2 separate regions of the Siniperca chuatsi genome follow, and region 2 is linked to region 1. The links are chromatin contacts, called in public Hi-C maps. All regions are on one chromosome and are shown on one strand. The core of a region is the stretch at or near the end of the contact, and the rest is flanking DNA. Distances in the headings are between cores, read along the strand shown.

What was found. Hi-C and Micro-C count contacts between places; a contact is called where the count stands out from the background.
Region 2: a contact with region 1 is called in a Hi-C map of an unstated tissue, with 3 times the contacts expected there. The contact joins the promoter of irx1a here to the promoter of irx2a in region 1. A contact is called at or near these places in 3 of 3 Hi-C or Micro-C datasets (liver, skeletal muscle and an unstated tissue).

The regions. Positions count from the first base shown.
Region 1 is chrLG9:19,353,449-19,360,579 of ASM2008510v1, forward strand. It overlaps irx2a (iroquois-class homeodomain protein IRX-2a), which reads right to left and starts at 2,655. Exons shown (of 3, transcript XM_044208627.1): 1 at 2,104-2,655; 2 at 409-814. The coding sequence starts at 2,343.
Region 2 is chrLG9:19,491,906-19,499,036 of ASM2008510v1, forward strand. irx1a (iroquois-class homeodomain protein IRX-1a) reads left to right here and starts at 3,113. Exons shown (of 4, transcript XM_044208660.1): 1 at 3,113-3,702; 2 at 5,134-6,226; 3 at 6,548-6,623. The coding sequence starts at 3,460.

The DNA.
Region 1 (7,131 bases), core at 1,405-3,904:
TAATTTTATTGTGGCCACTCATGCACTCATCTGGATTGCTATGTTATGTGTCTTTGCCAGTGACCTGCCATTAATCATGATAAAGAAAAGAAAATGTCCACCTTAACAGGTCATTTAGTCTAGTGTTGAGTCTCAGAACCTCGTTTTCATTCAAAAAATATATCAATCAACATGGCTACTAAAACAATACATGAAGCCAGGTCATTTTATAAAAACAGCATATATTCAAAGCAGCTTGTGTTGGACATTTGTTTCATGATTTCATAATTTCACATCCTCAGAATATTATTGCACTAAATAACCTGAGAAGTAAATAAAAGGGGCATCCACCCCTCCCCTCCGTCTCACCCCCGTCCTACCCTAAACTGTTAAATGGATCGTTGGCTCGGTCGCCAGATTATACCCCACCTTCATCCTCCGCTGAAGCCTCGCTGTTATCCAGTGTTTTTTCAGGGCGCTCCACCTCTTTCCTCTCTCCGTCCCCGTCCTCCTCGTCCTCGTCTTCGCTCTTATTCCTGGGCGCCCAGGTCATCTTGTTCTCCTTCTTGAGCCTCCGCCTGGCGTTGGCGAACCATGTGGAGACCTGCGTCAGGGTCATCTTAGTGATAATGGCCAGCATGATCTTCTCCCCTTTCGTCGGGTACGGGTTCTTCCTGTGCTCCTGCAGCCAGGCCTTCAGGGTGGCCGTGGCGTCCCTGGTGGCGTTTTTGCGGTAAGCCGGGTCGTTGAGTTGGTAGGGGTACCCTGGACTCCCGTATGGGTGGTAACTTAATGCCCCGGCCATGCCCGTTGTGTGCGCGTCATACGGAGAGCTCTGGAGGAAAGTTGAAAAAAGTCACGAGTCTGCGATGTGTTTTCTAGCGCTGAGTTCTAAAATGTGACATTAATATGGCTTGTGTAATTTACAAAACAATTCATATAGTTTAAAGGCATTTTAATACGCACAAACACATATCAAAATTACATTAAAACCAGTGAAACACTCAATTTATTCTACTATGTTTAACAGGTTTTTAGAAACCTGTCGGAAAAGGTGAAAAAGAGCTGGGGAGTGGTATAAATACACGGGGAGATTCTATTCTGATTTTTTGAAAATCATATAACATTATTTCATTATACGGGGCTTGATTAACGAAGCGCAGTTTATTGTAAATAAACAAACTATCAAAATTCATATGATTTTTTTTTTTTTTTTGCCTTGGTCATTTGTCAACCCTACTCATTAAGTTTTTAAAAAACACTAATCTCAAGCAGGGGTAGTAAACACTCAGTGCGTAAAAGCAGGCCGCAAAAGGGCATGAACTAATGGTTAATGGTTAAGATCATTATCGGATTAACTAATAACATGGCTCCTGTTAATATAGCCATAAAGATAATAAAAAGGAAATTTCAATTTTCTGTAATCACCTATTAACTTCCTAAGTTTCTTTCAGTGGCTGCTTTTTGTTTTGTTGTGGCAAACCCAATGTGTTAGCATATCTTCTCTTTGCAGCATTACAAATCCCATTAGCAAATCACTTGATATGCACCTTTCCTAAAACGCTTGAAGTGCCCTGTGACATTAACATTGCGAGTCATGCTTTTCATGTTAAAATTCCGTTTATTCAACTCAGAATAAAGTCAGCGACTTCATCCCTGGTTATTTTAATGACTGCTGAAAAAGAAAGAGTTAGGGCTTGTGTTATATTAATTTTCTATGACACATAAATTAACTGCTTAGGGGCTATAGGCTCAAATAAATATCTTAGTTGGTGTTCTGTTTTACATAATTAGCTGCACAGTGAGTGTTAAGCGCTGGTCAAGCCATTACAATTTGCAGCTCATGCTTAAAAATCCCATTTAAACCTAAGGGGTCAGGGATTTTATAGTAAGAACCCGACGAGTAGGCCACTAGATATGAACATATAGCAACCGTGCACTCACTAAGAAAGTTCCGCAAACACTTACTGATCAGTGAATCATACCAAAAACACTGTAAACCTGCACCGATTTGATCGCGCTGTGTGCCAGTGAAACCGCTTACAGACTTTAATTCGCCGACACATTCACCTGCTTCGGCGCGTCATCATACAGAATAATACATGAACATATGAGATATTTTACCATGTAAGATGGGAATCCCGTAGTTGGATCCGTGGAGTATGACAGTGGACTGGAGAAGCCTGCACCCGCGGAGGCGGAGAAAGCAGCCGATCCAGGGTAAGGGCTGAAGGCTGAGCCAGAGGACGACCTGGCCAAGTCTTCATTTCGCGGGGCAGCCAGAGCCGAGGCCCCGTAAGCCGGACACGAATAAAGAGCCAGAGAGCCCGGGGGCTGGTAGAGGTAACCCTGAGGATAGGACATTGGTGAGCGCGGGATAGGTCGCCGATTCCAAAAAAAGGAGGAAAGAACGCGCAGGGCGTCGGGCAACAGCAGCTAAAACAATAAACAATCAGCTCAATAATCAGCCGTGCAAACAGTCATCAGACAATGGAAATAAAAAAAGTCCTCCCTCCACAGACCCCTTACTGGGAAAAAAACCCCGAAAGATCTGTTAAAGTGCCCTCATAGAGGCAATGTGGCATGCGTCTTGATCCCCTAGCGTCCGATGTTTTTAGTACGCAGCACTATGAAGTGAGGAGTTGGGAGGGAAGGAGCCAGTGGAGTTTCAGACGCACAGAGCATTGGGGGAAACGGGAGCTGTCACTCCGGCTCATCTGAATATCCCATCCCCGCCCCCTTTCTGCCTCACAGAAATGGAGCCTCGGAACAAAACCAAGACTCCACACTGCAAAAAGTAGGGTGCGTCAATCTTAACAAGAGTTGTTTAGTTTAGTGTGGGATTTTAAAACCTAATTCACTTAATGCAATCCGACAAATACCAACTGGGTGAGATAATAATGTAGCTAACTGTTGCCAATGCAAATTAATTGGTCCACAGCTGCGATGCCATATTTGTCATTTGTTTCAGGGACATTCCCCACACAGGTGATGTGTATCAGAATTTACAATGAAGTCATTTTTTTTAATTTTCTTTTCTATTCAGTTATTTCAGTTATGGTTAAACCCACCAAAGTGCATTCACTGACTTGGATGGATCTTTTTTTGTAGTTTAAGACATAAATAGACTGGCCTGGAGAGAAAGAGAAGTAGCCAGAATTAGTTCACCTTCTTTTCTCAATGTTTTTTTGTGCCGTCGAGTTATTTATTTTAATTGTTTTGAGGTCAGGTTGATTGTGGCACACAGCGTCTGTCTGATCAAAACTTGCGTGCACTCCCGTAACAACTGTGCAAGAGAGAAAGAGAGAGGGGGGGGGGTATACAATGGCCAGTGCTCTCCACTTGCAGCTGGTTATTTCGTCAGTTCAGCTATCAAACGCGGACACATCCACGAATGTATGCGAGCACCGATAAGTGTGCGCGCTCCTCAGGCAGTGCGCGCTCTGGCCTTCGGGAGTGTTCCCGGCTCCTTCATTTTCACCACTTAGCGGATCTCACATCCGCTCATCCCTTATTATTACAATTATACTCATCAGCAATAATAAAGCTGCTGCTGGTGGTGATTGTCGCTTTATGAGGGGCAGTCTCTCCTCTACACAGACACCAAGCTCACCACCAACACTGTTTAAGTGTGTGTGACCGTGTATGTATTAGGTGAGTTTGACAGTTTTTGCTCATGCACTTTGCCAGTGTGTTTGGGAGCTCACCTGTCTAAGCTGTTGTGTGTCTTTGTGTGCGCTTTTGGACTCGTCTCCATACAAAACAGGGCATAGCCTTGTCCTTTATTATTGTGATTACAGGCATTATGACCTCTGTTGGAGACAAGCGATACAACACAGCATGCTGGAAACCTGAAACTGTGACAGCGGTTTTGGATCGGGCAGTCAAGGTGGCAACTACTGGAAAGAAGAGTGGCCTAGCAGTCGACCTCATCAGTATTCATCTGAATGAATGTATTCATCCATCAGGTGCTTGTTCCTCCACTGCAGTGTGGTTTGGCAGTGTTGTAAACAGCAACAGCACAATTTAAATATGCATATATGCATGCATTATAATGTACAAAAAAGAGGCTCATAGTAATCTCTATACTTAACAGTTTTGTTAATTAATACACAATATCCTGTATTCAAATCTTGACTTAATTACAGCCATAATGGGGGGTATTTTTCAATTTAGGCTCCTTTGAGAGGAGACATGACAGTGTTATGACTATTACATGACGTCTAATAGAACATACTGTGTCACAACACATTATACTGTATGAGTGTAAGTACAGTGTTATCATAAACACCTTGTCAGGAAATGCAGTATTTATTTTTAATAAACAACATACCAAGCACCCACATAAATCAAATATCAAATAAAATAAACCATTTTTTAAAAGTCTGTTGATAATGTTGTTGTTTGTTTTATATTCTAACTGCTATACTTATTTTGTGAATTAATCCCTGACACATCATATTAACCTGTTAACACTTGTATTAGAACCTGTAGGTCTAACCATATTCACAAAATTGGACAATGCACTCAATATCAGTGGAGTACACTGATTTACCTTATGAATACCAACATCACAGACAAACATACAATGAAAGTGTCTAATGCCCCTGGATATGCATGATTATATAACTGAATACTTTACTGTAGTGTCAAAATTCTTCATTGTTTTCAGCCTAAGAAAGTTTTACATGTTTTTGGAGATATGAAGCATTTATTGTATCCCCACTTATTTTAGTAGTGTGTCTGCTATTAAGGAAGTGGTTTGTATTTTTTAGAGATACGTAGGTGGTTTCTCCGCTTCAGGCAGGACTAATCAATCCCAGAAGAGTAAATGAGTATTCTCAACATAGATTGGGTCAAGATATGGCTGACTGGAAGTTCTGTTTGGCCCACACCAGGGGGCACTGTCTCCTCTAGACACAGACCATAGGCCAACCATCAGTACTGTACCATCACTGTGAATGTGAGTGTGTGTGTGTGTGTGTGAATTTGTGTGTGTGTGTATTTGTGTGTATGAATGGTCTGTGAGGGTGTGATGTTTTTTTTCTTATTTGTATGTGTGTACGTGTACATAATGGTGAGTGTATATGTGTGTGCATGTAAATGTCTCTGTGCGCATATGCATACTGTCAGTGTGAAAGTGCACCTGTCGACCTGTTAAGGTGTATAACTGTGTGTGTGTGTGTGTGTGTGTGTGTGTGTGTGTGTGTGTGTGTATGTGTTGAACTCTGCAGTAGTACATTCCAGGTCTCAGTTTCAGACAGGCTAGAGCTCCTAAAATATTTTAGTCCCAGCCTGATGGAGATATAGGAGATTGGAGAGAGGAGATTGACAGACAGGCAGAAAGACAAGGCAGACAGAGAGACAGACAGATAAAGATAGTATAGAGAGTATGGAGACAGTAAGGCAGGTAGATGAAGCAAGACAGAAAAGTATCAGGTCAGACAGACAGAGAGGCAACGAAAAAGATGTAGAGTCAGACATACAGATACCCCGTCCTGCATGACCTTATCACCAGTTTAGACTAATACAAATTAGTAGTGACTCTCAACACTGTGTATAAATATGATATAATTAATATTTTTGCTGATGATGTTGAGGTGAGTGATAATGAGTTATAAACATGGAAGAAAAAAAACACCTACTTGACCAACAACATATAATCTTTTGGCTTGTTTTACTGACATAATATTCAAAATGAGCTTGAATGTCTGCAAGCAAATATATTTTGTATCACTACAAAAATATATTGTTACTTTATTAAGTATAAGTTAATAAAAGTACAATATAAAAAAAATCTAACATGTTTGGTTTTTAATTTTCGGGAGTTTGCAGGCCCTCCCCGCGAATACACCTTGCGCTAACAAACACACAAATGAAAAATGTGCATTTGGCCCCAGCTAGTGTGTTAAATTAAATTTCCTCAAATTAATTAGCTTCTAATATTTGTTTTTTTAAATATCAGACACACTTCTTGTTAATTGTCTTAATAGATTAACTAATTGATGTCATATTCTAATTACATATGATTATTTAATGGATAAAAGTTGTTTTTCTACCTCTGCTCACTCCAGATAACTCCATACCAGATCCAGTCTTTTTATGAAAGATGCTATCCTTCATGAATGAAGGAAACAGCTATTGATTTCTCATCTAGTTTCTCCCAACTGAATTTACCACTGAATAATGTAGAACTGGCAGAGTTTCTTGTACTGTATTGGCTGATGATTTCTAACTGCTAACCCTTTTTGAGTAAATTGCCCAGAGTTGAATTGAATAGCTAAAGGATATAGCTTTAATGTCATGCCCTTTGTTTATTACACATATGACTAAATAAATATTGATTTCTGATTTTTCATGCACGTTTGTGGACCATTGTGGACCTCTGTGGACCCTGTATTTTATCAACTTATATGACTTGCACTGAAATGGATTATTGGGGTTTAACTATGTGGGTGCATTTGGGGGCAGTGTGGGGTGGAGCTGGGTAAATGTGTAAATGCATATGTGTGTCTGTCTATCACTCTAACTATGCATGGCTGTAGGTGCATGACTAACAGTGGTGTAGTGGTGTAGCAGAGAAATGGACTAGTTATGTAGTTATATTGAGCTGGTCTGAAATCAATACGGTCTGGAATATTGCAGTATGATTAAAGCCTGAGCCTGGCTATTGTTCACAGTAACCACTGCCTCCATGTCATTGTGACTTATTAGAAGAGTGCACTGAGTTTACCTTGAAAAGCAGTTTTTTTTCTTTGTCTTCTGGTCTGTCTCCTTGTAGCTTTGGACTTATCCTAGTGTTTTTTTAGTGAGTGAGGTGTTGTACTCATCTTTGCTGGACAAAGTCCCAAATTTGCATCAGTTGAGAATAGAGTGTATTATGCTCTACACACATGACTATTTACTCTCCTGAATTCTGAAAAACCCCAGAAGCTCAAAATGTTTTATCCTCTGTGGGCTGGTGAAGGAATGTTCAGTATCCCAAACTTGCACAAAGTACAGTGCATGTGTGTTTGTGTGCTCATGCTTGTGCATTGGTGTGCAGATGGAAGAAGAAAACCTGCACTGTGATATTTTGTTGTGCAACTTAGTTAGCTAGGCAGACTCATTGTCAGCTTCCTATGATCAAAACAGCTTCCCAAAACTCATGAG
Region 2 (7,131 bases), core at 1,863-4,362, 140 kb after region 1:
CATCTTAGTGAAATAAATGTGCTTGTTAAACTACAACAGGCTTTTTTTTAAAGTGTGACTTTGAAATCAAAAATATAACTTTAAAAAAAAAGGATATGATAAAACAAAGATAATAGTGTCGTCATTTGCTACAAAACAGGACATTTGTGTTTGTTTACATATTCATGGCTGTCATACATGCATCTTCTTGAGAATAAAAAACAACTATAATAAAACAATCTTAGATATGGTTTGTAAAGCCCTGCTGCCATATCTGTTTGTATATAGTCAACTTTTAAAATGGTGCTAACTTTCACTGAATAGAATAGTATAGTATTTAATAAACCACTCAGTTTTATTTCTGCCTTGGACATGAGTAATGAGTGTCCTCCAACAGAGTAACTGAGAATATTTCTGATCCTTTTAATAGCATTATAGTTTAAAACTCTATGGGGGGGCTTCACTATCCTTTGATCTCTTTCTTATAGATGCTGTAGGTGACAGTGTGTGTGCTAAGCATACAAGCCAGTTTACATCAATGCACACATCAATAACAGAAACAATGATAACACGTGGCTGTATTTTTTTTTTTTTTGCAGAAGGCACGTATCAAGAAAATAAAAATGTAAAGATGAAATTGGTGACAGGAAATTTAAAATGTGGAACACAGGATGTTAAATAAAAAGAACTGATCCACTACCTGAGTGACTTAGTAGAATGAAGCCATTAAGGCATAACAGCTTATGAAGAGCCTCCTGTAGATTTACATGATTAAACTAATATGAGGAGCCCGAGGATTTTCTTTTTTTTCAACAATGGAGAAAGTATTCAAAAATCGTTGTTATGACGTATATGCGTGTGCGCTGACGCTCGTGCGCGTCATACAGCGACGATACAGATGGTGAAAAGCCCATCTGTTTAGAGGAAAATACATTAGAAGTTAATGTGTTGTGGACGAGTTTAAAAAGGGGATGGACGGCGCGAGGATCCGGAACAAAGTTTTCTGTGAGCGCTCTCTCTCTCTCTCTCTCTCTCTCTCTCTCTCTGGGTTGAAGCTGAAGAGCTTGTGGTGGTAATGAGAGTTTAACAAGACTCAATAAATCAGTTAACGGTGGTGGTTTATTGCCCTCAACACGTGTCATTGTTTACCAGGAGTCAAATTTCTATCTTAATTTCTATCTAAAATAGAAAATAAATGTTAAATACAAAGAAAAAACATATAATTTAATAAATTTTATCATTTATTTGTTTTAAATGTATTATTATTATTATTATTATTATTATTATTATTATTATTATTATTATTATTATTATTATTATTATTAAATCAACCCCTTACAAACATTTTAATATTGGCCATCAAGTCCATTTAGGTATTGTTCTTTTTCTCTAATGTATCTTTCATTTCTATTTAGAGATATTTTCTGTCTCCTTACTCCCAGCCCCCCTCCACCAACCCACCACAACCATCATATTTAGCCCCCTGCACACATTTCCAGCGGGTTATCACAATTGCCATTCCTCCCCTCCTTTCTGATGTGTTACCCAGATTACCATCAGTGCCCCTCAGATATTTTTAACAGATCCTCGGCGCTCGGCAATATCCACTCGGAGCCATCTGGTGCAGATCAAAATCTACTGACTTCTTGGGCTTCAGTCGTTAAGGCATTAAATCTAGATCTACAGAATACCCCCGTTGACTCGGGAGGTGGGTGATATAAGAATCAAATCAAATAAAAATAGAACTGTTAAAACATGACACCCCCCCTCTCGTGAGCCACATGGCTGTGTCAGGAGTGGACAGCTAAGGAAAGGAGAGGTTAGAGTCCGACCCTTCTCTTTTTCTGAGCTGGAAAATGGATAAGCGGTTCAAGAGGAGGTGACCAAAAGCTACAGCATCAGATTTTTTTTTCAATTCAAGTCCTGTGGAATTATATTTTTTTCGAAAGCCTATTTTATAAGAGAAAAGAAAATATAAAATTGTAAAAAGGTAATTAGCTGTGTGCAAAAGTCCCAGTTACAGCAGGTTTCTGAACTATGACGAATGAACTACTCTTCATCCTCACTTTTTTGAGTTAATGTGTTTAAAGTGAAGGCACGCCACTTAAATTAAATTAGGGACTCAAAAATGTAAATGGGTAATATTTTGTGGCGGGTACAGGGATATGCAGACTGGTGTCTCGGTGTTTGAGTTGTCCCTGGCTTTTCTTCAGTCCTTTTCACTCAAAACAAGGAAACGTGAAGTGGCTCTGTTGTTACAAAGGACAACAGCAATCTGGTTAAAGTCCACACACACACATGCACACACGTGCGCGCGCGCGTGCAGATGGAAAGAGGGTGAGAAAAACAGAGGAAGAATTTGGCTGATTAAACCTTAATGAAGAAATCAAAGGAAACCAAAACAGAAGTCAATAAAAGCATACATAATTAATAAATGATATGGAGAGATTTGCAAGGTTTTACTTAAATGCTTTGACTTTTGGAGGAAAAACGTCTTGAAATTATTTGAATGCATATCGCAGTTACATGGCTGAAATACAATATTTTATTTATTTATTTGGTAATTTTATTAAAACCTCTCTTTTAGAATGCCTCATCCTAATAAACACAATTAAACTATTATGTCGATTTAACAAGTAGCCTACATAAGCTTTGAAAACATTAGCCCTAGATGAAGAACACTACAAAGAATAAATCCAACTTGGAGGAAGACACTTTCAAAGTAAATTAGTCACTATGAATTAAATAAACGCACCAGCAGCCCGTGATACCAAATACTAATTCCTCTGCGGAGAGGCATTTTCCCCCTTTAATTACAATTTAAATCTATTCAAAGTAAGTTCCTTCTTCTGACGGGTTTACTTCCCCCTGTGTCGGACAGCTGTAAAATCGTGTAGACAGGTTGTCATACAACAATCAAAGCCTTCGGTGAATGGACTCTAATGCTTGAACATTTAACATACAATAAGTCCAAACACGGAGGAAGAGAGAGAGAGAGTCAGAGTCAGAGAGAGAGAGAGAGAGAGAGAGAGAGAGAGAGAGTCAGAGTCAGAGAGAGAGAGAGAGAGAGAGAGAGAGAGAGATAGGCCCAGCCAATGTGCTCACTCTATATTCACATTATCCACATTGCTCCAAACGAGGAGGAGCTTGCAGGCTCAAGTAGGGGATGCCAATCAAAGCATCAACTTCAAATTGTATCTGAGAGATCAGCCTGGAGACCTCAGGGCCAGGCGCGTCAGTCGGAGCGCAATTGTTGATCAGATCACATCCAGCGGACTTTGCGCGAGAAAAGAGAGGAAGCCGAGATTTAAGAGCGGGTTGTTTTGACTGCTTACCACTGTATGTCTGTAGTAGCTGTGACTTTGGCTTAAACACTTTCCCTTCACTCCTCCGGGTTACTTTTTTTTCTTTCTTCTCTCGCACACTTTTTTACGCACAGTTTGTCGGACGATACAGCTGTGCGACAATTCGGCGGTGGAGATGTCTTTCCCCCAGCTAGGCTACCCGCAGTACTTAAGTGCCTCCCAGGCGGTATATGGGAGCGAGAGACCGGGAGTGCTTACGCCTTCGTCCCGGGGAGGGAGCACCGAAATCGGGGGAAGTCCGTCCGCCACCGCAGCGGCGGTCACATCGGTGTTGGGCATGTACGCCAACCCGTACGCACACAACTACAGCGCTTTCTTACCTTACACCAGCGCGGACTTGGCTCTTTTCTCACAAATGGTAAGAATAAATGGTGGGTTTTGTTTCTGTTCACGGGTTGGCGTTGCAGAGACGATTATTTACGCTTGATGTTCCCCCAGCTGTCTGAAAATACAACCATGGCAGGCTGAGTAATCTCAACGAAAAGAATAAAGAAAAGCAAATGCATTATAATATGTCTGAGTTGTTTAAATATCGATCGCTAAATATTAGTCCATATTTGCTCGATTTTTGATAGTTCAGTGCCTTGTTTGGCTGAGTTAGAAATGTGAAAAGTTTGACTTGTAGGTAGGCTACAAGCAAAACAAAATCGGACTGGAAATGATTTATTTTGCCCATAAAGGATAGCATGCAAACAAAAGTCTAATTCACACCAACCATACCGTTATAATCTCATATTGTTGGAATAGTGAGTTGCAAATTGTAAATACATTTCACGGAAGAAACCTATGCAATAGATCTGCATTTTGGCATGCACCAATGTAAAGAAAAAGTTACTCGTCTCTTACCGTCGCCAGAGTATTTTTCTCAGGTCGTTAAATAATCTACCATAGAACAAAAGCTTAGTCTATAAATATGATTAACTTTTAATCGTGCAGGCGCTGTTTCGTCTACAGTATCTTTATGTCATGATTGAATGCCACGTGGATTTTTACTGTGTCTAGATGAAAAATGGTCAGACATTCATCGGCCTAAAATACACTTGGTGATAATAATTAACTTGCAGCGTGTTAACGTGTTGGCTAATGTGTGCATCTGGCCCATAGGCAGTGACTAATGCGCTAAAGCGTCAAAAACAAGGGTTATTATCCAAAAGCCAAGCATATGCGTTGCCTGGATTGATCGATATGTTTAAGTGATGTGTCCAAAGCAAATATAAAAGAGGCAGGGGATTCAATTCGGCGCAAAAGTGCGAGTGTGGCACGCTGGGGAAACTTAACTTAGGCCTTCAAACTGCTTTGACATACTTGAGGAGTGTGGAGGGGAGTTTGGCAGGTACGCATGAAAGCTGGCAATTTGCATGCCATCTGTGCGTTCACAATGATGCAGCGAACTTTCTCTCGTCCCGTTGACTTAATTTGTTCCGTTATTGGATTGTCGTGTATAAAAAGTGTTTGCTAATAAAAGGTCTCTGCCTTTGGGTGAGTGGTTGTGCAAGGCGCAGGTGGTGCTAGCATGTGGTATTTTGCAAGTTGAGGAGCTTATTTGTGGAAAACTCCGTCAGGTGCAACTGCAACTCTTGGATTTTTTTTTTTTTTTTTTTTTTTTTTTTTTAATAGAGGCCGTTTTCACTTGTTTGAATTGCAGATATCTACCATGGCCAAAATGCATGAGCTACATTAAAAAAAAAAAAGATTATTAAAGCATGTATTTTACAATCCAGTGTATCAAACAAATTATGCACATTAAACGTCCTGCTGTTATAAAAAAACATTATCTTTTATTTTCAAGGGATCCCAGTATGAGCTGAAGGAGAGTCCTGGCGTCCATCCTGCCAGCTTCGCAGCACACACATCTCCGGCCTTCTATCCATACGGCCAGTTTCAGTACGGGGACCCGGCCAGGCCCAAGAACGCCACTCGGGAGAGCACCAGCACCCTGAAAGCCTGGCTCAATGAGCACAGGAAGAACCCGTACCCGACCAAGGGGGAGAAGATCATGCTGGCCATCATCACCAAAATGACGCTGACGCAGGTCTCCACCTGGTTCGCCAACGCCAGGAGGAGGCTCAAGAAGGAGAACAAGGTGACCTGGGGAAGCAGGAGCAAAGAGGACGGGGAGGACGTTAACTTGTTCGGCAGTGGAGACGAGGCGGAGAAAAACGAAGACGAGGAGGAGATTGATTTGGAGAGCATAGATATAGACAAAATCGACGACAACGACGGGGATCAAAGCAACGAGGATGATGACGATAAATCTACGGAAGGGAGCAGGGACCACAGGGGCGGTGTCGGTGCGGGTGGAGAATTGGACAGCTTGGAGAGAAGACGGGCCTTCGCCCTACAGGCCCATGAGGCCTTTGACAAATCTAAGAGCACAATTTCAGTTCACCCAGGGAGTAAGGAGAACTCGGACGGCAACAACAACACAAGAGTTTTGTCCCCGGATAGACCCGGGAGCTTTCCTCTCCCGTCTAACAATAAGCCTAAAATATGGTCTTTAGCAGAGACCGCTACTAGTCCCGATAGTTCATCTCAGAAACCCTCTTCCCCTTGTGCCCCAGTGGCCACCACTCACTCATCAGCGCCCCACCACCAGATCCAGACCCACCCGGCCTTCCTCCCCAGTCATGGACTGTACACTTGCCAGATTGGAAAATTCCACAACTGGACAAACGGGGCTTTCCTGGGCCAGAACTCCCTGCTGAATGTGAGGTCGTTTCTGGGAGTAAACCAGCACCATCACCACCACCACAACCACCACTTGCCGGCCCAGCAGCAGCAGCAGCAGCCAACATCAGTGGTGGTGTCGCCGGTAGCAGCTGCAGCAGCACTCAGCAATGACAGCAAGGCCCCACCAGAGACCCACAGTCCCAAGCACATAGGTAGGATAAGAGTCTCAACGCGCGCACGCGCACAAATGTCACATGCAAGCGCAAAGCATTTTATACTGAACAGAAGCTATGTGTGTTGTGTTGGTGTATTAATGGTGCATCTTATGCCTGCTTCTTTTTATATATAATTATAACAAAGCACTGTGCACAAGCATGCACGCACGAGCAGTATGTTCACACAGGCCTAGTGGATACACAACAACACTGGGTTCACTTTTAGTTAGACATGTTCACAAATTTCAAATGAACATTGGCCTATGATTTATCCAGCATGCCAGTGCTGATAGGTGTTTTTGCTTATTTCCTTTTTAGACCATGAAAACGATGTAAGGTCTGATTCACCTCCAACACAGATCCTGAAGTCTTCCTTTCGACCCATCCATGACAGGTGAGACAAGTTTTTACTTTTGCTGACTGTTGCAAACACGTTGCCTTAAGAAAATTAGCAGCCCCAGCCTAATATGAAATTCTAAATGTTGAATGCGATTGTTGCATTAATCAAAAATATGAACTGATTTAGACATTTTGTCAGCAATATATCTACAGCAGTAATTCAAATAACTCAAATTAAGCATGAACATGAACGTTAGGGAAGGCCCGGGATCTTGATGAAATTATAACTAGTAATTATTCAACAAATAAAAAAGATTCTAGCGGATGCAAACACTCGTCTAACTCTTCAACGGATTCCAGTACATAAACCTACAGATTGTGTCTGGCACTTCTTTTTTATTAGATTTTTTTTCTAAATAAAACAACATTAATAACACTACAAAATAAAATAAACAAAGATAAATAAAACACAGTTTGCTTTGCGGTTGACAGGGGTCTTGACTCCCATCCCACACCCCCTTTAATTCCTCGCCTCTGGGGAGAGTGTGGCTACTTATCAAGTC